Linked DNA regions of Mus musculus: all the other regions are linked to region 1. The links are chromatin contacts, called in public HiChIP or PLAC-seq and promoter capture Hi-C maps. All regions are on one chromosome and are shown on one strand. Each heading gives the region's core, a stretch centred on a gene start, on an enhancer-like site or on the middle of the called end of the contact. The rest is flanking DNA. Distances are from core to core; before and after follow the strand shown.

Evidence for each region. Promoter capture Hi-C pulls out the DNA fragments that hold promoters and counts their contacts. HiChIP or PLAC-seq counts read pairs in DNA pulled down with a chosen protein or histone mark.
Region 2: a promoter capture Hi-C map of erythroid cells shows a contact between it and region 1, with 7 times the contacts expected there. The contact joins the promoter of Sirt7 here to the promoter of Foxk2 in region 1. A contact is called at or near these places in 1 of 39 promoter capture datasets (erythroid cells) and 1 of 115 datasets of contacts at active chromatin or transcription factors (the SCID.adh cell line).
Region 3: an HNF4G HiChIP or PLAC-seq map of pancreatic cancer cells shows a contact between it and region 1. The contact joins the promoter of Aspscr1 here to the promoter of Foxk2 in region 1. A contact is called at or near these places in 1 of 484 Hi-C or Micro-C datasets (embryonic stem cells) and 1 of 115 datasets of contacts at active chromatin or transcription factors (pancreatic cancer cells).
Region 4: a contact with region 1 is called in a promoter capture Hi-C map of pre-B cells, with 2.1 times the contacts expected there. The contact joins the promoter of Pycr1 here to the promoter of Foxk2 in region 1. A contact is called at or near these places in 2 of 39 promoter capture datasets (liver and pre-B cells) and 1 of 115 datasets of contacts at active chromatin or transcription factors (the SCID.adh cell line).

The regions. Positions count from the first base shown.
Region 1 is chr11:121,258,615-121,265,129 of GRCm38.p6, forward strand. It overlaps Foxk2 (forkhead box K2), which reads left to right and starts at 1,373. Exons shown (of 9, transcript NM_001080932.3): 1 at 1,373-1,908. The coding sequence starts at 1,517.
Region 2 is chr11:120,622,790-120,629,398 of GRCm38.p6, forward strand. It overlaps Sirt7 (sirtuin 7), which reads right to left and starts at 2,225. Exons shown (of 10, transcript NM_153056.3): 1 at 2,088-2,225; 2 at 1,884-2,021; 3 at 1,701-1,805. The coding sequence starts at 2,183. Mir6936 (microRNA 6936) reads right to left here and starts at 2,087; the gene lies at 2,034-2,087. It overlaps Mafg (v-maf musculoaponeurotic fibrosarcoma oncogene family, protein G (avian)), which reads right to left. Exons shown (of 3, transcript NM_010756.3): 3 at 5,559-6,609. The coding sequence ends at 6,495.
Region 3 is chr11:120,670,579-120,676,752 of GRCm38.p6, forward strand. Aspscr1 (alveolar soft part sarcoma chromosome region, candidate 1 (human)) reads left to right here and starts at 2,395. Exons shown (of 16, transcript NM_026877.2): 1 at 2,395-2,592; 2 at 3,462-3,517. The coding sequence starts at 2,491.
Region 4 is chr11:120,642,440-120,648,832 of GRCm38.p6, forward strand. Pycr1 (pyrroline-5-carboxylate reductase 1) reads right to left here and starts at 1,309. Exons shown (of 8, transcript NM_001348222.2): 1 at 1,241-1,309; 2 at 720-848; 3 at 453-523. The coding sequence starts at 786. Myadml2 (myeloid-associated differentiation marker-like 2) reads right to left here and starts at 5,898. Exons shown (of 1, transcript NM_026751.1): 1 at 3,592-5,898. The coding sequence starts at 5,568. The coding sequence ends at 4,645.

The DNA of each region.
Region 1 (6,515 bases), core at 123-2,622:
AAGCTCCAGGCCAGCCAGGGTTATATATGACTGATCGTCTTTCCCTCCCCACAGAAAACACCAAAACCAGCCACAAAAGCCAAACAAAGCAACATAAGTGTTGGATTTGTATGCTTACTTTACATACCTGGATAGCTAGGTGTAAAAAGTTAGATCTAGCCATGTTATAGATAGATGCTAGAGTCACATGGCAGAGCCTCAAACCTGCCCTAGGCAGTGCGCAGGACAACACAACGGTGTCAACAGTAATGGGAGGGCATTTCTTGTTCTTGACACCCTTTGTCCTTGAACTGTGTTTGTCTAGATACTCACCTAGTTATCATTTCCATAGTTTTCTGTACATCACCTACAATGCCTCAAATTAATATTTAATGAAATGGCTCTTTGCCATATTTATAGTACAAAGCATTTTGAACCCTTAGGAATTTATCCCGTAATTACAGACACATATGTCAAATAAGATATGTAAATGTTATAAAGACTGTTTCCCATTAAATGTATTGCAAGTTTAGACATAGAATGAATTAGAACGCAAAATGTTCCCATGCCTCTAGTCTGGGGCCTCTGTTTAGAAGCTCTTGGCTAGAATGTCCACTTTATCCTATGCAGCTTAAGTCCAGACTCTCAACCTTTCCACTCTCCCTGACCTGAATGAACTCCTTTTGTGCATCAGTGAGAGAACACTGCGTCCCATCGCCTGCACCCAGGGGCCACCATATTGGTGTGACGTTCTTTATGACCACGTGCCTCTCTTACCAGAGCTAAAGCAGGTGCATCCACTGCCCTTCGTTCCTGGGGAAGAAACTAGGGGTCTCAGCTTCACCTCTATGTTGGCACCGGCTTCTGGAGCCCCTCACAGCCTGCTCGATCTGCATAGCTCTGCTCCTCCCACGGGCCCGCGTTGTGGTTTCTTTTTTAATGGGAGAGATGGGATCTCTCTATCACACATACACAGATTGGAATAAAGCTCAGATTTGCAGTCCTTGGTATGAATTACTGAGTGCAGAACTCTATGCATACTGGGGTAATTTCTGTCACATCCCTGTGACATACGGGTCGATGCGGCAGGTTCCCGAGCAGCGCGCCTGACTCTACGCAACCTAGGGCGGAGTGTGAGAGGGGCCAGCGGCTCCCGGGGCGCACTCGCGCCCGTCGTGACCTTGGACCCCCGCTCAGTCCGCGAACGCGCGCGGCCCCACGCCAACTCCTCACTCCGCCCCGGGTTTTCCGCGCCGCCGCGGCCAACCTGCGTCGCGCGACGACGCCGGACGTGCGGGCGCTCGGCGGCGCGGCTCCCCATTGGCCGGCCTCGGTAGCCCCACTGCGTGCGCCGCGCCCATTGGTCGGCGTGCCCGTCCGTCGTAGGGCCGGCGCGCGGCCGTGCGAGCTCCCGCCCTCGCAGCTCTCCTCGCCGGCCGGCGGTCTCCGCGACCGTGCTCGGCTCGCGCGGCCCACGACCGCGCCCGGGCCTCGGCCCGCTAGGGCGCCCGCGCGGATCGGCCAGGCCTCGCAGGCGATGGCGGCCGCGGCGGCGCTCTCGGGCGCGGGCGCCCCTCCCGCGGGCGGCGGGGCCGGGGGCGGCGGATCCCCGCCGGGCGGCTGGGCCGTGGCGCGGCTCGAAGGCCGCGAGTTCGAGTACCTCATGAAGAAGCGGTCGGTGACCATCGGCCGCAACTCATCGCAGGGCTCGGTAGATGTGAGCATGGGCCACTCGAGCTTCATCTCGCGGCGCCACCTGGAGATCTTCACGCCCCCGGGCGGCGGCCATAGCGCGGCCGCCCCGGAACCCGCGCAGCCCCGGCCGGACGCGGGCGGCGACTTCTACCTGCGCTGTCTCGGCAAGAACGGCGTGTTCGTGGACGGGGTGTTCCAGCGGCGGGGGGCGCCGCCGCTGCAGCTGCCGCGCGTGTGAGTGGCGGGAGGGGGGCAGTGTCCTGGACCTGACCCACGGTGGCTACCCAAGAGCAGGGAGGGACCCTGACCCACAGCAGCCACCCCCGGGGAGGGGCGGGACCCGCACTCAGACCCACTGCCCATCATCAGGCAGGACGCAGAAGACCCACGTCAGCTACCCATGAGCAGGGTCAGACCCTGGACAAGACCTGGTCCCCATCAGGGAGGGATCCTGATCCGCTATCCGGGAGCAAGGAAGGCTAGACTCACCACCAGGACCCATTCACTGCCCATAACCAAGACCTGACTGATTCTGACCTACCCTAGTTTAATGCCCACGACCATCACTGGGATCACAGCCCCCCAGCGCTCCACCCGGAGTATTTAACATGCTGGCCCACTCCTGTCTGCCCTCCTACTGCCAGGTCCCCTGCACTGGTATTCTAACCCACGGCCCTTTGTCCAGTCTGACATGGGACTCTCAGAACACAGACCATCATTTCTGCCATCAACCCTCAGCCCTCCCTGCCATCATCACCAGCGTTGGTGGGTGGAAGTTTTATGGGTGCTCTGTGCCTAACCATCAGGGAGGAGGCACCCAAGGGAGATGCTAAGATGTGTGTGGTGGAGAACTATCTAAAATGAAGGGTAGATACCTGGTACCTTTTTTTTTTTTTTTTTTTTTTTTTTAAATTCACGTTTCAGTAGCAAGATATTTTGGAGGTAGCGTCTTAAGCCTAACAATTCTCTTTCCCCAGTGTTTTTGTAGCCTAAAAACTGAAAACTCCCAAACATGAAGGATTAGAAGCCTGTCTGTCCAGAACCTTAGAAATCTGGGAAAACTGGATACTAATTTCAACCAAGTAATCTTTAAAAAGCATTTTTAGCCAGGTGGAGTGTATTCAACCTGTAATCCCAGCACCCTAGAGGCTGAGACAGTAGAAATTTGAGTTCCAGGGTAGGTTAGACTGTGGAGTAAACTCTAGAATAGTTTGGGTTGCATGCTGAGACGTCGTCTCATAAAACAACAACAACAACAACAAAAAAACAGAACAAAGGGTGTTTGGTTTTTAAGGAATTATTACAAGATTGTGTAGAATAATTACAAAATTATTACAAGGAAGCCTCATAGGGAACTGTCAATCACAGCACAAAACAATTTCAATTTGGTTCTGTGGTTGGATAAACTTACTGTTTATTGTGCTTGAAAAACAACTTTGCTTTCCAGGAAATGCTAAGTATTCCTCAGGGTCCCTCTCTAGATCAGTGCTAGTAGAGCTTTTGCCACAGACTGAAGGTTTTTTAATTGCTTTCAGTTTTTGGAGATAATAGCAAGAGCTGTGTTAACTTAGGTTTGATGTGTCTGTACTCCATATTTCTTAGCTTTGGGAGGGTGTCCCAGCATGCACCACTGTGCTTGGCTACAAAGTTCATTTATTTGTTTGTTTGTTTATTTATTTAAAAATATTAACAGTCTCTGGTTAATAGCACTTGTTGCTCTTGCAGAGGACTTAGCGTCAGTTCTTAGCATTACCACTCAAAACTATTTGTAACTATAGCTCTAGGCATCAGATACCCTCTTTGAATGCTGTGGTCACCAGTCATGCACATAGTACACAAACATATGTGTGGGCAAATACTCATACACATGAAATAGAATAAATTTAAAATGACATTTATTGCCAGGTGTAGTGGTACACACCTTTAATTCCAGTACTTAAGAGGCAGAGGCAGGTGGATCTCTGAGTTCAAGGACAGCCTGCTCTACGTAGAAAGTTCATTTTGTTTATATCTGTGCCTTGCTTGCATTTGCTACAGCACAATGGAGGCCAGAGGACAACTTGCTGGAGTCAGTTCTTTCCGCTGTGTGGGTCCTGGGTGTCAGACTCAGATCATCAGATGTGGCAGCATGGGCCCTTACCAGTAATTTGTCTTGCTGGCCTACAAGCTATTTTTTATTGTTATTTTTAAATTTCAAATTAAATTAAAAACTTAGATTAAAACTTGTGAGTATGTGTCTGTGTTGGCGTGTACACGTGAGGTAGGAGCCGTCAGAGGATCCCTCGGTAGCTAAGTTAAAGGTTGTTACGAGCCATCGGACATAGGTGCTGGGAGCCAGCTCCCAGAATACGTCTGTGCACCACGTGTGCCTGGTGCCGTCACAGGCCAGAAGAGGACTTGGCATTCCTTGGAGCTGGAATACGGTTTTGAGCCACTGTGTGGGTCCTGGGATTTGAACCTGGGTCCTTTGGAAGAACAGTCAATGCTCTTAACTGCAGAACCAACTCTGGCCACCCAAAATCTTTTTAAGTTTAAACAAATAGGTATCCGCACACACTTAAAAGAGTGTATAATGGAAGAATTGTGCTGAGGCTGACAGTCTAACTATGACAAGGTGACCTTGAACTGGGGACCTTACTGCCTCCACCTAGGAACTGGTATACCCTACAGCCGGTGTAAATACTCTTGTTATTTTGTTTTCAAATACATTGCTTCCTGGGTAGTCTAGGTAAACTTGGCCTTGAACTCTTAGTCTTCCACCCCAGCTTTTTTTTCCCTCTGGAGACAGGGTTTCTCTGTGTAGCCGTTGTCTTGGAACTTGATCTGTAGACCAGGCTTGCCTCACTCAGAGATCTTCTGCCTCTGTCTCCAAGTGCTGGGATTAAAGATGTGCACCACCACTGCCCAGCATCCACTAACCCTGAGTGCTGGGATCCATGAGCTACCATGACTGACTCACTCTGCTTGCAAGTATTCTTAATGTTTCTGTCTATGGCTGGCCTTATATCTGTTTGTTTTTGAAGTCAGGGTATCTTTGTAGCCCTGGGTGACCTGGAACTTGCTCTGACTCTATAGATCAGGCTGGCCTGGAACTCAGAGATCTGCCTACTCTGCCTCTAGAGTGCTGGGATTAAGGGTGTGCACTGCCGCCGTACTGGTTGATCTTGTATTTAAACCACCACAATTTTATCCTAGTCCAGTTCTTATGTTTGCATTTTGTAGTTTACTTTAACAATTCAGAGAGGTGCCAGCATCTTAGTGCAAGCCTTTAATCCCACCCAGCACTTGGGAAGAAGAGGCGGGAGGATCTCTCTTGAGTTCTAGGCTACCCAGGTCTACAAGTGCCACCCTGTCTAAGAAAACACAATTCAAAGGTAATTTGGAAGGATATGAAACCAGTAATTGTGGTTTAAAATGTGATTAGTTCATTGAAATAATATATACTGTATGGACTTGGCATAACAATTTGGATAGGACTATTTCTAACTATAGTTGGAAAAGTATAGATTTCTTTGCGTGGCTGGTGAGCCCAGTGCCCACTGTAGGTGTGTACTTGGGATTCGGTATGCATGACAACGACAGGTGCTTGTGTGCTTTCTTTTCTTTTCTTTTTAGATTGATTTATTCCATGTATGTGAGTACACTGTAGCTGTTATCAGACACAGCAGAAGAGGGCATCAGATCCCATTACAGATGGCTGTGAGCCACCATGTGATTGCTGGGAATTGAACTCAGGACCTCTGGAAGAGCAGTCAGTGCTCCTAACCGCTGAGCCATTTCTCCAGCCTGGCATGTATATCTTCAAAAACAAAAATCCACAAGATTCTGTAGACCCTTGTTTTTCAGCCAAGTATGCAAAGCCATGTATAAGGGAAATGTAACTTTCTGTTTGTTTTGTTTTGAGATGCTGTGACTTAGGAGAAGCCCTGGTGTTCCTAAGTTGGGATCTGTAGGGTCTCCTGAAGGTGGGTGGGTGGAGGGAACCTCCCAGCTTGGGAGAATCTGTACCCTGGAGCAGATGGAATCCAGCTGGAAGGGTGTGCAGGCACAGGTGTGGGTTTGTCTGTGTGGATTTGGTGGAACATGGCTTTCACTTTAGTGAAATGTCCCCCATCGGCTCAGACAGTTGATGATTTGGTCCCCAGTTGGTGAGGTTTAGGAAGTGTGCCTTGCAGGAATATGTCATTAAGGGCAGGCTTTTCAAATAAAAAAGCCCCGTCTAGTTTTGTATTGTTTTGTGTTTTTTTTCCACTGTGCTTTAAGCTCATGGTTCAAGATCTGATCTCTTAGCTTCTTGCTCCTGCTACCTTCCACCACAGTGAGTTTTATCCCTCTAGATAAGGATATGCCAAAATAAACTCTTCTGTACGAGTTCTTCTAGATGGTATTTCATCAGAGCAACAGAAAGGTACTAATACAGTCATGGAGTATAGGGTCCCTCGCTGTCCAATGACTAAGTTTAGTCCGAAGACTAAAGTTCTAAGAAACCAGTGTGTAGCCAGGCTGCAGTGGCACACACCTGTAATCCCAGCACAGGAGGCAGAGGCAGGCAGATCTCTGAGTTCAAGGACAGCCTGGTCTACAGAGTGAGCTCCAGGACAGCCAGGGCCATACAGAGAAATCCTTAACAGAAAAAGGAAAAGAAGTCAGTGAGACCAGGAAGTCTGGACGTGTTCCTATTGTTGTCATGGTAGCAGACTTAAATGTAACATCAAAATTGGCAACATTGTTTTGAAAAATAAGCAACTTTTAAAAATCTTTTCTCTCTAAAATACACGTGTCTGAGTATGGTGGTTGTGAACTGACATGGGGTGTTGGGAACCAAACTTAGATCTTCTCCA
Region 2 (6,609 bases), core at 975-3,474, 630 kb before region 1:
GGCAGGTAATTCCAATACATCGAGGAACCTCAAACGGTGCTTAGACCGCGTTTAAGAGCTGCAATTGGTCTTTAGTAGCCACCAGGTTTGCAGAGTTACTGCTGTAGAGTCATAACTGGATCATCAGATGGCTATGAAGGGCTGGGCCCCACATGCTGCTGTCCTTGATGTCTGAGATGACGCAGCAAATGCTCCTGACATTGCTCCTGGGCCACTGTCCCCACAATTCCCTGCAGAGCCCTACTCAATGCCACCACAGCAGCAAGGCCACACTAGGGCTTTCCAGTTCTGGCATTTGTGTCTGGCCCTATAGTTGTTTTTGCACCTGTGTGCTTGTGACTGCTGGCTGCTACCTTTGTAACAAAGGTCCTCTTTTGTCTGTGTATGTGTTTGTATTCGTGTTTGCATGTGTGCACATGTGTGTAGAGGTGTGCGTTACACGTGTCAGTGTGTGAAGCTCACGGTCCACCTTAACTATTTTTTTTTTCTTAACACATTTGTTGAAGGGGACGTCGTGCAAGGGTCATGATGCACAAGTAGAAGTCAGAAGACACCTTGTGGCGGTCAGTTCTCTTCTGTTGTGTGAGCTCTGAGGACCGGACTCATGCACCAGGCTTGGTAGCAAGTGCCTAAGTATTCAGTGAGCTTCTCACTGCCTCCCCCACCTTTGTTGTTGTAGTTGTTAGTCTCTCAATGCACCTGCAGCTCGTGGATCTGGCTAGGCTGCTAGCCAGAGGGCTTCAGGGGGGCTTCTGAGCTTATCTTCCCAGTTCTGGGGGTTACAGAGTGTGGTACTGCTCAGCTTCTTCACATGGATTCTGAGAGTCCAAACTCGGGTCTTCACGCTTGCATAGCAGGCACGCTACCCACTGAGCCATCTCTCCAGACCACCTCAGGGCTTCTCAGAATAGAAGCCGAGTTCGCCTGAGGTCAAATATTCAACTTCAAAGCTAGTCATCCCTCAGCCTTCCCAGGAGAGCTCTCAGAGTCAAGAGGACAGCATTTCTCAAATGTACCTATTGTACCAGGACTCTGTCTGGTTTTTTTTTTTTTTTTCCCCGAGCCAGGGTCTTGCATGGAGCTTCGAGCCAGGCTGCTCTCAAGAGTTTGATCTTGATCTTCCTCCTCTACCAGGCCCCACCTCCTGAGTCCTGAGATTGGAGATTTGGGACTCGACACTAGTTTTCCATTTATCTTTCTTCAAGGAGTACAGGCTCAGGAGAAAGACTAGGGCTCCAGTTTGTCCACATCACGTAAATCGATCAATTTGTCTGCACTTTAAGGGAGAAGGCATTAGCAGGCAGTTGGCTACTATGCCCTACTACTGTTCCATGTTTGATTGGCAGTCAGAAACTACGCATTCTGTAACTCTTTGACTTAGCTTAATTATTATTTATTGACTTATTCTTTAGCCCTGGCTGACCTAGAACTCCCTATGCAGTCCCTATGCAGACCAGGCTGATCTTGAAATTACAGAGATCCTCCTGTCTCCCAAGTGCTGGGACTAAAGGAATGTGCCACCACTGTCACGTTGCCTTAGTTAAGTCTTAAATCTAGAATTGCTTCGGGTCTCTGAGAAAGGACACCTTGAAGTTACTTCAAAGGTGAGCGAGATTTTGAACTCCAGCACTGTACAGCCCGAGTTTGCATCCCAGAAGGGGGCGCCTCACACCCGAAGCAACGCGCAGGCCCTCACTCACTGTGCTGATTCCAGCGCCCGTGTAGACAACCAAGTGCCTGGCACTTCGGACAGCTCCGGCCAGTTCGCGGACCTTCCTCCGCAGCTCCTCCGGGTCATCACACACCTGATAGGAGCCAGGCTGGTTATTGCCGCCGCTCGCCTCCCGCAGCCCGCCGCCCAGCACCCGCTGCCCGCGACTCGCCTCCTCCTGGCGGCGCTTGAGGCCCTCACGCCGCCGACTTCGACCCTGCAGCTCGGTCACCAGATCCTCGCTCTCGGCCAAGAGCCGGCCCTCCTCCGCGCTGCGCTCTGCAGCCGCCTTCCTCAGGATGCGTGACACCTACGGACGAGCAGCGGGTGAGCGACCGCGCGCGCCGGCGCGAGCGCGGGCACGGCAGTGGCTCACCTGGCGGAGGCGCTCCCGCTGCTGCTCCTCCCGCAGCCTCCGGACCCGCTCAGCAGCTTTGCGCTCCGAGCGGCTCAGACCGCCACCGGCTGCCATCGCTCCTTTGACTGCGCTTCCGGCTTCCGCTTCCGCCTCATCCGGCAGCTACAGAGACGCATGCGCGGGCCCGGCCCTTTCCACCTCTTCCGGCTCGCCCTTCCCACCCTTGCTCCTTCGGGATTTCAAAGAAATACCACCAGATCTCTTTAAAAGGCGTTTATTGATCATATACAAAATAAAGAAAACCTTATATATCACAAACATACACTATGTACAGCAATAAATACCCGGGGGGCCAGGCCCAGTGCCGCCCCTCCTGGACAATAATTTAGCAATAAATACTGCGCAGGGCACGGGTGGGCACCAAGGCTGCTGCCTGCTGAGGCCAGGAGACTGATTGCTCTCCAAGTCCAGGCCTCACCTTGCAGCCAGATCCCCTATGGCCCTACCCAGGTGCAGGAGACAGGGTCTCACCTTGCAGCCACACCACAGCCCCTCCTCACTTGGATGTTGAAGGACCCTCACCCCATTTAGGGTACTCTCTACTAACCTTCCCCCTGGCTTCAGCCCTGCAGGGCAGGCAGGGGCTGATCAACTCTGCTTGGACACACCTCTCAGCACCAGGAGACCAACAGAGCTGGACACACAATAGCCCTTGTCCTGTTGCCCTAAGTTGCCAGGAGAAGGCTTTCTGTACCCATTCCCATTTGGTTAAAGGCTTCAGAGACTAGCAGACAGAGAATGGGAGGAAAAGTGGGGTTGGGGCATAAAGTTGCTGGAGGGGCCAAAAGCCCAACGGGGGCCCTAGAGAACAAGGAAATCTTATCAGGAACACTTCCTAGAACACTCTACCTCACACTTCCAGAGACACCCGTGCTATATTAATGCCGTTGCTCCAGGGGCAGGGTACGTATGTGTGTAGCTGGCCCAGCAGGTATAGCACACACCTAGGACACACGCCAGGAACAGGCAAACTGTGAGCAGCTACAGCGAACCCATGCCTCTGTATGGTACCGATCTGTCCTCTGTTCCACAACTGCTCCCAAACCAGGCGGCCAATGGCACTGAGAAAATATGCCAAGAATTATTCAGTGGCTTCTGGGGAGATTGTTAATGTGTTGGTTCCTTTCACTAAACCACAGCCTAAAAAAGTAACTCAGAAGATCCCAGAGGGGAAACAGTGTAGCAGGCTGTGGCTCAGACATCCCAGCTGCGGATGGGAGCTTTAGCCAAGTGGCCACACCAGAGAGGGAGGTAGCAGGGAAGTGGCCTCACCATCTCCAAGTAGTTTATCAAAGCTGCAAACCCTGGCCCTGATCACCAAGGCTAACAGAGCACACATAGAACTGAAAGATGAGCTGAGACCAGCCTGCTGGAAGCCGGGTGATGGTGGTGATCCCTGTTAACACAGTGTTGCCACTGGCTCCCTGCACAGCAGGCACCACACCCAGCTGCACACAACACAGGGGGGACTCTCTGGGACCATACTCTACAGAGGAAACTGTGGACTTTCTTTGAAATCTGAGTGTCTATGTCCAAGGAAGAAGTCAGGCAGAGTCAAGGTAGGAGGGAAGTCACACATTATGGTTTACTTAGCGGAGAAGTTTGGGAGACCTGGCCTCAGCCCAAGCTCTCCATTCGCTGTGTCAGAAAGTCAAACACAACACCCTCACAGTAGGAAAACGGAATTAACAATGATCAGAGAAACAGCCAACAGTCACAAATGGACACAGGATTTACTGTCAGGAAATCAAGGGCAAGGGACAGGGAGTGGAGCTGCAGGGCTGGCTCAACAGGGAAAGTTCCCCAGACTCAAGAAGCAGGTGCTGCAAACCTGAAAGCCTTGAGCATAGCTCTATCCTGTTCAGAAGCAAAGACCTACTACTCCTGTTTAACACATACCCAGCCGCAGCCTCCTCTTCCTCATCCTCCCAGGAGGCTGGACTGAGGCACTGGGCCATTCTCAGCTTTACACAGCAGCCCAGCCAGTACCAAAACACTCAGAAAGCCTCTCGTCCTCCAGGCATGGGCACGGTCCACACCAGCTCTGCTGCCAGGCAGCACTTCTGTATACCAGTCACAGAACCAAAGGGAGGGGATGAGGTCATCTGGTAACTCAGAATCAACAGTCCAGATTCCCACTCATATCCAACTCAGGCATCAATGGGACTGTCTGAGCACCTTGAGCCATAGTAGCCCACCAAAACGCCAGGGTGGCACAGGTCCTGCTTTCAGAGCCCTGCACGCTGCGTCAAACTGAGTAAAAATCCTGCTGCCTACGAGGTAAAGGCCTGTCAGGCCAGTCTTTCCTTTCACCAGACCACATTTCTGTGCTTTTCAGGGATCCAGGGGCCCCAGAGAAGACACCAGCTATGTCAGCAGGAGGCCATGTGACCGCCCACACAGGGATGTAGCCTCTTGCAGGTGGGTATCCGCTTATGAGGAGCTTCCTGAGCCAAGCCTGGAAGGTGGGCAGCCTCCACTGGAAAGGTGGGGTGAGGAGGCAGGCTTGGAACCTGCAGAGAAGCACCTCCAAGTCGAACAGCGGATCCCTGGAAGACGCAGATCCTGAAGGAGGCAGAGTGAGGGCCCAGAGCCAAAAGCTGCGGACACTGGGGAAGAACAGACCTGGCCCTAGGGCCAAAGCCCTTGTCTGGCGATGGTGGAGGCCTCCAGGCTCTCACAGTGACACAGGGAAGAATGGTTGCCCTCAGTGGGGCCCCCGACCAATCTGCCTGGGAAACAACACCCCACAGAACGGGGCTTCAGAAACACGTGAGTGACAGGTCTCCCAACCCACAAGGGAGGGCCCTGGGGCGGAGACCCCAACGAAGCCTATAGGAACTAAGCTGAGGCCAGAAGGAAGACGGCCAAGGACAGGTAGGCCACAGCCCTGTGGGCACCCACAGTGACACCTTGGTCCCTGCAATGTCACCACCCAGGGCCAGAGGTGGTGGATGTGGAAGCAGCGTGGGGGGCCGATAGCTCCCAACTTCACTTACTCTGCCACTGCCTTAACCCAAGCCCTAGACCCACAATGCCAAGCAAAGGCTCAGAGGGACCACGTGGCAGAGGAATGGAGAAGTGCAGCAGAAGGTAAGCCGCAGGCAGGCCCCGGTACCCCAGGGGAGTACATCCTGCCCAGGTCCAGCAAGCCCGCAGAAGCAAAACCACAACAAAACCCAAAAAAAAAAAAAAAAAACCCAAATACGCACACACACAAAACACAGGGACAGCCACAGGTCAAAGGTCACCAGAAGCACCAGCACTTTACGGCTGCACAAAACCTCACCAGGCACGGACAACACCACGGCACCGGCAAGACGGAAGCAGGAAGGGAAGAGGAGTAAGTCACTTTCGGTACAATTGCAAAAGAGATATCAAAGAGGACGGCCTCCGGTAGGCTCGCAGCTTGGCTTTTTTTTTTTTTTCTTTTTTTAAACTAAGTTTTATAAGTAATGTCTGATAACTCTGTGTATAAAAACTAAACTCCAACAGCCACAGCGCTGTCCCCAGGTTTACAAGAAAGGGATTTTTTTTTTAAACTAGCAAAGTTTCTACTATACTTTCTTCCCTTTTCCATGTATACGGTCAAATGTTTTTTTTGTTTTTGTTTTTGTTTTTTAAGACAATTTTATAAATACTCTGCAGCTTTTTTTTTTCGTTTTAGCTCTTAAACATATAATTTAATAACTCCGTAAAAGGAACTTCTCTTTTAAATAAAGGGCTATATAACCACACAAATAGGTCATGTAAACAGTGACACCGGACCCATCGGACACACAGACACACCTTCCACCCACACTCATAACCGGCGATTCGGTCTTGTCCGGTGCACTGTGCCAGGCTCCAGCACCATGGTTCCTGCCCCAGTGCCCAGGCTGGTGGCCTATTCACCCAGGGGCGTCAAGACATAACCACTTTTCAGGGCAGAGCCCATCTCTTCCTTCTGGATTAAGCTGAGAGCCCCACTGGACTTCTGAAAGGAAAGCGCTCAAATCCCACTGCAGACCACCAGGGAGACAAGGGCAGCCCCAAGACCAGTACACTTGCCCACGTGCACTCTCGTCCACTCCCACAGCGCCCACTCTGGACTCCTAGCCTGCACGGCCTTGGTACAAAGGGGTTAAGGGCAACCCAACATCACTGTTGAACTGGCTGATCCCAACGTACGAAACACAGGCGTGACAACGAAGATGATCAAGGGGCTCAGCCCAGTGCCCCTGGGTGCAGGTTGTGCTTTGCAGGGAAGGAAACAGGGAAGGGAGAGGAGAAAGGAAGGGAAATGAAAGGAAGAGGGACGGGGCTGCCAACTCTGCCACGCACCTAGTGGCCCCTCAAAGACCTGCCTGGCAACTGCACGTGTCCCTATGACCGAGCATCCGTCTTGGACTTTACTATTGTGATGACGCTGGTGGCAGCCACCTTGCCAGGAACCAGGGGCCCCAGGCCAGCAGCAAGGGGACCCCGAGCTGGGGCCACA
Region 3 (6,174 bases), core at 1,145-3,644, 590 kb before region 1:
AAAAAAAAAAGGCATGAGGGGCTAGAGAGATGGCTCAGTGGTTAAGAGCACTGGCAGTTTTTCCAGGTGTTGCAGGTTCAAGTCCCAGCACCCACATGGTAGCTCATAGCTATCTATAACTCCAGTTCCAAGGGATTTGATACCTACTTCTGGCCTCTACTGGAACCAAGGGAATGCATGTGATATACAGACATGCTTGCAGGCAAAACTTCCACACATATTATACACACACACACACACACACACACACACACACACACACATATATATATATATATATATGTTTTTTTGTTTTTGTTTTTTTGAGATCGGGTTTCTCTGTGTAGCCCTGGCTGTCCTGGAACTCTGAAATCTGCCTGTCTCTGCCTCCCAAGTACTGGGATTAAAGGCATGCACCACCACTGTCTGGCCACATATAAAATATTAAAAAAGAAAACCTAAAAAAAGAAAAAAGAAGGGCTGGTGAGATGGCTCAGCAGGTAAGAGCACCCGACTGCTCTTCCAAAGGTCCTTAGTTCAAATCCATGTCCCAGCAACCACATGGTGGCTCACAACCATCCGTAACAAGATCTGACTCCCTCTTCTGGTGTGTCTGAAGACAGCTGCAGTGTACTTACATATAATAAATAAATAAATCTAAAAAAAAAGAAAAAAAGAAGAAAACCCCAGAATTCACATTAATTTAATATATATGATTTTTTTTTAAAGAGAGATGTTTCTTTTTCTCTTTTTTATTTATTTTTTATTTTTTTTATTTTTTGGTTTTTGACACAGGGTTTCTCTGTGTAGCCCTGGCTGTCCTGGAACTCACTCTGTAGACCAGGCTGGCCTCAAACTCAGAAATCTGCCTGCCTCTGCCGCTGGAGTGCTGGGATTAAAGTCGTGGGCCACCACTGCCCAGAACCACTACCAAGAGATAGCACCACCCACAATGGGCTGAGCCCTCCCACATCAATCACTAATTAAGAAAAATGCCCCACAGCCAGATCTTGTGGAGTTATTTTCTCATTTGAGGTTTCCTTCTTTCCGATGACTCTAGCTTGTGTCAAGTTGACATAAAACTAGCCCGGACAACTGTCAAGGAAATAAATAAAAAAAACTCATTCATCAATTGGTGTTAAAACTGTTGCATAATAAATGTGGGAAGAAAAAAAAAAAAACATGGCATTGTAGTCTTAAAGAATTAGCCTATAGCTGACTAATTTACTACCCAAGGAAAGAGGGACCTTGATTATGGAGGATTCCGACTTTAACTTGAGCCTGACCATGGTCAAATTTCACATGCTCACTTTCAGAACAATCTGTATCTCTTGATGGCTGTCCATTTTTCTCACTGCACCTCTCTAAATGTTCTGCCAGAGGATTCTAACAGTGGGACAGTTGAAAGAAAACAGACTTGAGGGTTTGTGAGGTTTTGTTTTAAATGCTAGTGTGTAAAAAAGAAAGGAAGAAAACCAAAGGGGACCCGGGAAGGTGGGCAGCACAGTGAGGGTCTAAGGTTGCATAGAACACGCAAACTCTTCCCATTCTTTTCCCCATGTTTGTCAATACACACGTGTGACACAGATGCTGTATACCAGCTTCTCCAGTCAGATTTGGAGATTTTTACAACAATCCCAAGGACCATAGGCAAAGCATTCTCCTTGAAGTCATGGTGACAAGCTAAGAGAGGGCCTGAAGTCAACAAGATGGCTCAGCAAGTAAAAGTGCCACCAAGCCTGGTAACCTCAAATGAATCCCTCAGTCCCACAAGGTGGAAGGAGGGAACAGGCAAGTTCGCTGACAATGCACACAGGTACCATAGCATGCCTGTACCTGCTCTTCCACAGACACACAATAAAAAAAAAACACATAAAATATAACTTTATTATTATTGTTGTTGTTATTTTTTCAAGACAGGGTTTCTCTGGGTAGCCGTGGTTGTCCTGGAAGACTGTTGCTCTGTAGACCAGGCTGGTCTTGAACTCAGGGATCTGTTTTTGCCTCCAACATACTGGGATTAAAGGCTTGCATTACCACATCAGTCTCAATAAAATATTTTTCTAAAAGGTTGTCGCCATGTGACGATGATGATCACAGGAACACTTGAGAAGGGAGGCAGGATCAGTACTTAACGGAGTAGGTACAAAGGCTAACTCTGGTGTGCGCATACCCAGTACTTGGTGACAGACAGGTAGCTGTGGGCCCCAGGCTGGCCCCAGGCAGCATAGCTTTCTTGCAGGCAGCCCCCAGAGCTTGGAGGTTCCCAGGAACACGTGCCTCCGGATGAAGAAACAATGTCCCTGACAGAACTGTGCTCCTTCCAGGGAGGTGCCTTTGGTCCGCGCCGTCGGGACGCCATCAGGCTGCCTAATAGCAAAGCAGAGCCAGAGCGCCGGGGGCGGGCCCGGAAGCGAGTTGGCCCCGCCCCCGAGACCGCGTGGCTGTGCGTCCGGGCTGTTGCGGATAAAGTTGTTTGAGGCGAGCCGGCTGCGGTCACGTGAGCGGAAGATGGCGGCCCCGGCGGGCGGCGGGGGCTCCGCGGTGTCGGTGCTGGCCCCAAACGGGCGGCGCCACACGGTGAAGGTGACGCCGAGCACCGTGCTGCTGCAGGTGCGGCCGCCGGCCCGGGTGGGGAACGGGCGGATGGGTGGACCCGCGGGCCGCCCGGGGTCGCCGCATCAGGGCCCGCCCCTGCGGTTGCTCCTAGGGCGGTAGGGCGGGACCGGGTCCCGGTGGGCGGGGCCTGAGGCAGCCAATGAGCGCCTTTCGCGCGGCTGTCCGCCCCATCCTCTAGATCTGGGTCCCGGGGGCGGGGCGGGATACTTGGAGGCGCGTTTGCTGAGCACGGTGGGGTGGACCCCACTAACAGGGTCGAGCCTTGCGAGCCCCAGAATCTTCGGCGCTTGTCCGAATCCAGCCTTCTCGGTCACCGGGAAGAGTGGCGTTCCTTCCTGCTCAGCTCAGGGGCGTCCCTCCGGACCCTAGGGCCTGTGTTCCCGGAAGTGAATTTTGCTAAGTCACTCACGGCTTTTGATTGTTGCTGTTTGTGACCTCGTATGAATTACACCTGCTTATTAAACCTCTGTTGTTAGGTTACAAAGGCGTACACGATTCATATCTGTGGCAGGGCCATACAGAGTGACCTCCATTTGGAGCTGCGCTCATGTAGAGGAGGGTTCTGGTCATGCAGCAGTTGCACAAAGACTGCCGGGCCACAGAGTGGCCGTGGACACAAAGTTCAGTAAGGCAGATTATTATTTGTGGCTAGAGGCCTCGCAGAGCCTAGAACATGGGACCAGGGGTGGACAGGCTAGGCCATAGTTGGAGGATTAAGTCAATAATGGGTCCCCAGTAGGAGGGGAGAGAGTAGACAGGATTTGCATGTAGTTTGCTTGGAGCTGGTGAGTGAGATGTTTGGTGGGCTGGCCAGTGCGCCTACTATCAGTTGAGGTAGGTTTTACCGATCATTTGTCCCACAGGTACTAGAAGACACATGCCGGCGGCAAGACTTCAACCCCAGTGAATACGACCTGAAGTGAGTTTGCTTGGACTCAGCTGTGGGCTTCTCAGTCTACCTGGTCCTTTTCTCAACACATACTATCTCTGCCTTAGAAGCGCCCCCATAGGTACTTTAATACAACAGAAGTTTATCCTTGCCCAGTTCTGAAGGCAAAGTCCAAAGTGCCCAGAGTATGGTTGTGCCACCCCCCCCCCCCAACCGCCCCCAGATTCTCTGTGTAGCCCTGACTGTCCTGGACTTCACTTTGTAGACCAGGCTGGTCTCAAACTCACAGAGAGCCTTCTGCCTCTGCCTCCACAATGCTGGGATCAAAGACCCCACCCCCACCCCTGTGGCTATACTCTAGAATATTCTAGGGAAGAGGACTCATCTCTTTCAGCTTCTGGCTGTCCTGGTATTTCTTGGCTTGTGACTGCATCAGTACAACTTCTGCCTTGATCTTCAAACGGCCCGAAGACACAAGTCACTGGGTTTAGGGTCCTCTGGTTAGTCCAGGGTGACCTTATTTAATTTACTCTCTTAACCTACATTCATAAATACTTGTGACAAATAAGGTCATTTTCACAGGTTTTAGGGGCAAGAACAGTGATGTATCTTTTGGGGAGCACTGTCTAAACCCACAAATGCAGGGTTTTGGCTGTCTGTGTAAATTCCTGGTAGGACAAAGGAATGGCTAGAAAGCTGTAAAGGGATTGTTCGCCTCCCAGCTGCTGTAGTCCTCCCATGTCTGGGTCTCTGGGTCAGGGTGTTAGTACAAAGAGAGCAGTCCTCCACCAGGTCCTCGGGTCTGAGGCCATAGGAGGGATGCAGGTTTCTGTCTTAAGTAGAGCTTTTATTCTTGGAGACATGTTTTCACAACATTGTCCTAACACAAGAAGCCCACTCTCTTGGCCTTTCCCATGCTGTCGTGTGGGCTTTCTAGGAAGAAGTTTCTTGGAAAAGATACCTATATCAGGCCATTCCAGTCTCCGGCTCCCGTTCTGGTCTTCTAAGAATCCCAGAACATGTGCTCTTGAGTGGCCAAGCCATCTAACAATATCCTGCCACAAAGCTTTGTGCCAGCTCTGTTCTGTTAACCTGCCCATGGTCCACGTAATGGTGTCTGGTTGGAGCAATGACTATAATTTGAGCCAGTTCCTCTACAACACTACATTAGCTCTGCCCTTGTCTCCCTTTCCATCCACTGACTGTAATTTGTTTAAGAACTGCTCCCATTGCCCTGGCTGGTGCCTGGCTGTAAACAGAGTGGCCTCTTCTCTCCACCCAGTGTTCTCAGCTCTTAGGCCTGATGTCCTGGTTCCCACTAGCATTTTCTATGGCAGTTTGCTGGTTTTGAACCTATGTTGAGGGTTCGGATCAACCATGGCTGATCCCTGTCAGCCGATGAGAACTAGCTGATGAGGTGGTCTTGTTCTCAGTTTCTCCCTCTCTCTCTCTTCCTCACCTCTCCTCCCCATTTTCCTCTTTCCTTTTTCTTTTGTGAGAACCTATGTAGGCCTGGTTGGCCTGGAAGCATTGTTTAGACCAGGCTGACTTTGAGCTCACAGAGATCCTCCTGCCAATGCCTCCTAAGTATTGAGATTAAGGGTGTGCCACTGTACCTAGCTCATTGTCAGCTCTTCTAAACACCCTTGGGCTTTATTAACAGGTCCTGTCCAGAAAACTCTTATTTCCAACAGTGTCTTGCATTTATAATGTTGGGCTAGTCACTTTGTATATTCAAAGTGGTTGACCATGGACCATATATTAAAAATTCACAGCCGGGCAGTGGTGACGCACGCCTTTAATCCCAGCACTTGGGAGGCAGAGGCAGGCGGATTTCTGAGTTCGAGGCCAGCCTGGTCTACAGAGTGAGTTCCAGGACAGCCAGGGCTATACAGAGAAACCCTGTCTCGAAAAACCAAAAAAAAAAAAAAAAAAAATCACAGATTTATCTGTCTAGTTCTGTCGTTTCCTGTTGTCCTCCCCCATGCATGTCTAGTAAGTTTTGTGTTGTCAGAGCTGTGGGTGGAGCTTTTCTTGGGCATGTGAACTGTAGCCCCTATAGTTCTCATTCCCAAAGTGTCTTGGGACCTAAGGGGGTCAAGGATGAGGAGGCTGTTGGGTAGAGACTGGCCCTTCCCTGGGTGATTTCCCCCCCCCCTCCTCGATGATGATGGCACTGAGGGAGCCTCTTTCCCTTCTCTTCCAAGGGGCAGGTATTGGTTTCCTGTTGGCCCATCAGGGGATGCCAGGAGCCACGCATCAAGGTCCAAGGCTGCCCTTGTGTGGCCTAAAGTGTCATTGAGCTCTCTAGTCTGGGCTGAGTTGTCTTGACGGGCAGACATCTTGGAGGCTGTTTCCTGTATGTGCTTGAGCCTTCACTGACCTCCAGATCTCTTGCTTCTTTAGTGTTTCTGAGAAACCAGATGTTTAAAACCCCCTGCAAGCCTTGGAGCCTCACTGTTCAGGATGCCAAGGGGCTTTCAGGCTTGCCTTGTCCTCCAGGTGTGGGGAGGAGGGGCTACGTTGATCTCTCTTTAGTGGTTGGAGGCACTGAGCTCTCTTTAGGCCTTCCTGCACATAAACCCCTCAGGACTTAAGCAGAGAGGTGACGGCTAATGTGACTGACTGGTCTGGACTCACTCTGAATGTCTCTAAGGACATTGGGCTGGGCTGTCCTAGAAGTGGTT
Region 4 (6,393 bases), core at 59-2,558, 620 kb before region 1:
GTAGAAAAGGGACATCACAGACTTCTAAACCACAGCCCAGCCCAGCCCAGCCCACCTCGGGCAGCAGTCTCTGCAGCTGCCTGCCTTCCAGATGTGGGTGGTGGTCTCAAGCTGGGAGCCTGGCCCCCCATCCCCCAATCCTTAGCCTGAAAATCCTGGCTGAGCCATACCAAACAGAAACTGTGTCATCCATCATCATCACCCTAGCCAACTGTTTGATCTCCATGCTGCCTGGCCTTCCGGAGGCCTCCATAACCCCCATCTAGGTAACCCCATTCCAGACTAGCACTCTCTCCTACCAGCTGTATTCACGACAGGGCAGGGGAGCAGTACCTGCGGGTTCCCAATGGCAGATTTGTGTCTCCTACTGGAGTCAGGTGTGCAGCAAAACTAACCCTAGACCCAACTCTAAAGAGCTTCAGGCTTTCAATCTGCTTTCACCTGGCACCTACCCGGAGGGCCGAGACCGTAGCTTGGTCCATGTCTGGGGAGCTGGCCATTATCTTGTGTGCAGCCAGAACACCTGTAGGGGACAGAATTCCTCCCTCAAAGCTAGTTCTAGCCTCTCAGCTCCTATGAGGGAGACAGCTGAAGCATCCTTCACCTCCTTTAGGGAAGCAACCCCAAACATATGGCAGCTGTCATTTCCCAAAGGACTGAGGCCACTAACACAGACACTCCACGCTAGCACCCTCCCTGGCAGCAGCAGAATTTACTACCTGCAGCTGTGAAGCCCTTGGCTAGAGCAAAGGCTAGCTGCCCTGCCCCGATGAAGCCTACGCTCATGTCTGGAGGTCCACGACCCACAACTTTCACAGCTGACGCCGGCTCTGTAGGGCAGCAGAGAACTGTACCGACAGGACGGAAAGAGAGACGTCGGGTGGGTAATACCAAGTCTGGCCGTTCCTAGCAGCCAGGTGCTCCCCAACCCCCACCCCAGCCTGCTTAATTTCTATGTTGCTCCTCGGCTGGCCGGGTTGGGAAGTTGTCCCAGGTACCCCGACACCCCGTACCACTACCACCCGCCGCCCAGAGCCAGGATGCCTGGTCTGCAGCTGAAGGTTCTGAGCCTTCTGCAAAGGGCTCAGGGAGCCAAAAGGAAAGAGATTGATTGAAGGGGAGGGTCAGGAATCCAGCGAACCCTCAACATCCAAGTCTCCAGCTTATTTCCCAGAAGCCCCAGCCCCTAAGCCTTCATTCCAGGAGTTCCATCCCCGAAGCCCCAAGTCCCGCTACCCACAGCGTGGATATTCGGGTACACACACAACAGACAGCCCAGCCCTTCTTGCATTCGCCACGCGGCACCCGCGCCCACCGGCCCCGCCCTCACTTCATTTCAGCCAATGAGCTGTGCGCCCTGTGAGAGAGCTAGCCAATCCAGAGCTGCAGCTGGAGCCTTGTGCATTGCATCATACACAGGGCAGGGACAGACGCTCCTCCTTGCTCCCTCCCTGAGGTGAGCAGTAGTTGCGAATACAAGTCAGTATTCACAAAAGCCACGGGTCCCTCCTCTGTTGTCTTTTTGCAAGTGTTGTTTTTGTTTTTGAAAGCTAGGTACCTTCTGCAGCCACAGGCCCGTTAACTTCCCAAACCACCTCCATCCTACAGTACCTCAGCTCTCCAACTAAGGGTTTTAGAGATATTGTACTCTGGGCATCCGCAACCTCTTAGAGGAGTTTCAGGCCCATCTGCTGGTCTTGAAGCTGCAGAGCAGTCTGAGTTCACACTCTGCTAAAGTACATTTGATTCCAGTGCCTACCCCTCACCTTCCCACCTCACCCCACTCCCCAACTCCCTTAGAGGTGGCTTGCTTATTTTTTTTTTTTTCTGTTTTGTTTGTTTCCTTAGATAAAGACAAGTTGCTTTAGAAAAGTAAATTTTAAATCACTAGGAAGTTTCCAGCCTGCAAGATTTGGGGAAGGAATTTCCATCCCTTCTTCTTGGCCCTAATGACCACCACCCAAACGAGGAGACTGCTCTGTGGTGATAGTGTTCACTGTGTGGATGGCTAGTTCAATACTCAACCTCTAAAAAGAGAAGAGCTGGAGAAGAAGAGCTGTGCCAAGTTGACAGCTCAAGTCTATGCACAAAGCCTAGAAGTTCAGTTTCCCAAACTCAGCTCCCAACTTGAGATGCTTCCCAGGACTAGAGAGAATCCTCAGTGCTTAAGAGCATGTTATTCTTGCAGAGGCCCTGGAATCTGTTCCCAGTACCCACATGGCAGCTAACTATCCAGAATTCCTCTCTAGGGATCTAACACTGCCTCTGAACCCCTCAGTCACCAGGTATGCAAAGGTGAGCATGCGTACATGCAAGCAAAACACTTAAAATAAACTAAATTTTTTAAATGTATGCTTTTCTCCAAGTGATAATAAACATCACTCCTAAAACAAAGAAAGACAGTTCTGTCATCTAGGGAGCCCCAGAAACCTTCTCCCATTTTCTTCTTGAGTCTTAGCTCTCACTTCCCCTGCCTTCTCTAGCACCTCTGAAATTTAGGTTGGATGTGATGCTGAGGGCAGAAAGCTACTGAACAGTGAGGATGCTGGGGACTTAGCGAACATGCTAGAGTTCAGAGTTTTGGCTGGTAACAGAATAAAAGGGACACCCCTCAAAAAAATCAGTCAAAACTCGGTGAGGTATAATACATCAGTAATCCCACCTCTGGGGAAGTCGAAGCAGGAGGATGCCCAGTGGGAGGCCATTTTAAACTACACTGTGAAACCCTTGTCTCCAGGCGGAATAAAAGAAAAAGGAAAAACAGAAGGCGGGTGTCATGGCTTCGTGGTGGGGAAGACAGCTTGCTTCAAAAGTCTAACAACTTGACTGAATTGGTTGTCCCAAACCCATGTAAGGTAGAAGAAATAAACTAAGTGTACAGCGTGGTCTTCTGGCCTGTACATATGCACTCTGATGTCCCCATCACACCTACATCATACATGTATAATACTAATAAATAAATAGAAGCAGTCGGGTCCCTCTCTAGGCAGGATGAAGATGGCTGACACAGTCCCTGACATCCTGGTCTTCTGATGTGTAACATTTTCATTACCCAGAAAACCTGCAGACTCAAACGCTGCCTATGTCTGCCCATCCCAGTAAAAGACACTGGCCCTAACTCACTTGTTGGCTGTGTGCCCTGGCCAGCTGGCCAGCTGCAAGAGCCCACACAGTACCCCACAAGGCCAGACTCAGAGCCTAAGGTCTTAATGTTCTCAATTCTACTGCCCAGAGAGTGCAGCGGCCCCTCTGCCTATGGTCTGGGCCCTGAAGACCACAGTGTGGGGCTTTGGGAGCCTCGAGGAGAGAAGAGACTAAGCTAACACTGACCTTCTTTCTTTGCATTTGGCCTTCTGAGCCACCCTAACCCGTCCCCTTTTTCAGAAGGCTCAGACAAGGCCCAGCCTCAGCTGTCTTCCAGAACTCAAAGTCCCCCGAAGGCCAAGTCCTCCCTCACAATGACTTGGTTTAGGCCTTCTCTCAGAGCATGCAGTGAGAAGGTAGCTTAACTGGTACAATCTTCCCTATACCCTGAACAGAAATGACTCCGGTGAGCCTCCCGTGGGTAGCCAGGAAAGGTAACAGGCCAGGTGAAACCAGACATCCACTTTTTATTTTCTGCTGTAAGACCTGAAGGACACTCAGTTGATGGGTTGAAGGGCTTCCTGGGATTAGTCCAGTCTGGGCTCTTGCATAGGAGAAGCTGGCTTGAGACTGAAAAACACCGGTGCTAGCAAGTCCTGGTGTTCAGGAACAGCTGGCTAACTAGATGTTTGAATGGAGGCCCAGTGACCAGGTTCCATGAACCAGGGGCTGCCCAGAGAGGCTCTTCACTGTGAGTCAATGCTGCCAGCCAAGCCAGCCTGCCAGAACCCATGGTAGATACCTCAGAGGCTTCTGGGTCATGGTCTATGTTGGGTGTCTGGACAGATATTCCATCGCTGTCATGACATCATCATCTTTCCACGGAGATTCTGGTGCTGGCCTTTGACATGGGGCTACCTGGAACCACAACACAGTCTTTTCTCGGTTTCGAATGGCTGTGGCCACTGGGATGCGCTTAGACATAGGTGAGACTCATGCTAGTTGCCAGCTTTCTCTACAAGCGATCACATCCATCCCCAAAGAGACTCTTCTGTGGGATCAGGCAAGAAGGAGGCTCCAGCTCCAACCTTCCTTCCAACGGCCTGGCCCTGGTGTTCTTGGCTCGCTTTCCACCCATTTCAACCTCAGGAAGTTGCCTGATTTCTAACTTATATCACCCCAGCTAAAATGCTATCTCAAGACCAGCTCACCTCCGAAGTTCATTAGCTTTAATGTTCCCATCTGCACAATGGATTACAACAGTACCTGTTCCAAAATGTCCCCATTTGGTACAGTGACTAGCACCCAGCCCAATAATGGCCAGGAGACTGAAAAACAGGGAGACAGGGGGACTGAGAGTCACTAGCCACCCCCTTCCTTGTTCAGGGCCTCCTGCCCCTAGGTCCTTCCTCTTTGCCTCCCTCAGTGTGCTAGATATCCAAGAGCAGAATCGTCTGAGCCCCGAACACCCCTCTTGCTTCCCTATGTCTTAGTTCACCTTGGTCAGCTGTAGGTGCTCTCAGCCAGAGAGAAGACATGGGTGGGCCATCACTGGCCAGGCTACAGGGTGGGCACGAAGCGGATCCTCTGGGAATAAGCGAGGTCAACAATGTAAAGGAGCAGGTTGACGTAGGTGAAAATAGCTACCACCAATTGGCTGTCCCAGGGGCAGCTGCCTCGCAGGCAGTCCGCGGGCCGCCCTGGCTCCCCGTACTTGGGGTCAAAACAGAAGACTGGCCAGATGACTGCAGCGCTGAGGTATAGGAGCACAGCCAGGAACGTATACACTATCACTAGGCGGTCAAACGGGCACCCCAGGCCTGCCGTGTGTCCCATCACGCTTAGGACCACCACAGCCACTGTGGCCATGAAGCACAGGCTGTAGACAGCCACACACCACTGTGTGGCCACGTAGCGCCCGTAGCGACTCTCGTGGACAAGTGCTCCAAAGATGATGCAGGCCACAAAGGCCTGGACGATCTTAAGGAGCCCAGACACTGTAGCCATATAGCTGGCTACCTGACCTGGCCGAGCCCGAGTCAGGGCCACTTCAGCCGCATAGGCCAGGAAGAGGAGTCCTGCGAAGACGCTGGCTGCCAGGCGGAAGTTTCGTACCATGCATCCGGCAGGCTCAGGTGGGCACTCCAGTCGGGTGAAGTACAGAGGGTAGATGACAGCGGCCGTGGCACACAGCAGGGTCGCCAACATGGCGAAGGCTGCTGTGAAGTTGCCCCAGGAAAGGCGCAGGCAGCTGTGAAGCTTTGTGAACTCACAGGCTACCACCAAGACTGAGAAGGCAAAACAGAAGCCCCAAGCAGCCATGCAGAAAGTGCCCTGGACACCCCCAAAACCACCTCGGTGAGCAACCAAACTGAAAGTGGTACAGCCAAAGGCCAGCTGCAGCATTCGGGCTGTACCCACCGGCGAGGTCACAGCGCCTAAGTGCAGGTATGCACCCCCTGGGGGCTCCATGGTGCTGCCCATCTGGCTCGCTACCTCCCAGCCTCACCCTGGGCCCAGCTACCCTGGGGGTCTGCCCAGCTGAGAGACCTCTGTCTTCCGCGGCAACAGCAGGTGCTGGCAGTCTGCAATGGCAGTGTTAACAGTGACATTGCAGCAGAACAGCCTCTCTGCTGCCTGGGTTGGGAGCCCTCCCCCCCAGCGCTATAAATAAACAGACTGATCAGAGCCCCGGAATAGCAACCTGCAAGCTAGTTCCCATTCTAAGGGACATTTGACCCCTGCATCCCACAAAAAGCCCCTTTCGGGACTACAAGTTAGCCTCTGGATGCTAGACGCCCACCTCCTGCCTCTGACGCACCTGCATCTGTCAGTCCGGTCAGTATAGTGTGGGGGAGGGGCTGGGCGAGAACAGAGAGTAGGGGCTCGCCCTCTAGGGATCACCGCTGAGGCGTTGAGCAACCTCTGGGTTTAGTAGGTTAGGGAGGAGGAGAAACAGCAGGGGGTTCCAGAAGGCGTACGCGACTTTGTTATTGTTTTATAGGCCTGTGTCACCAACTCTGGCTCAACTCTTCTTCCTTCCTTTCTTTTAGCAAAACAAAAATAGATTTACTGAAAAAAAATTTTTTTTTTTTGAGAAAGAATTTCTGAGAGTAAGGAGGGGGCTACAAAGAAGAAATACCACATCAATTCTGCCTTTGTTGGTTATTTATTTATTTATTTATTTATTTATGAGACAGGGTCTCACGCAGCACCAAATAGTTGAGGAAGACCTTAATTTTTTTTTTTACTTTTTTTTTTTTTTTAAACTGGGCAGTGGTGGCACACGCCTTTAATCCCAGCACTTGG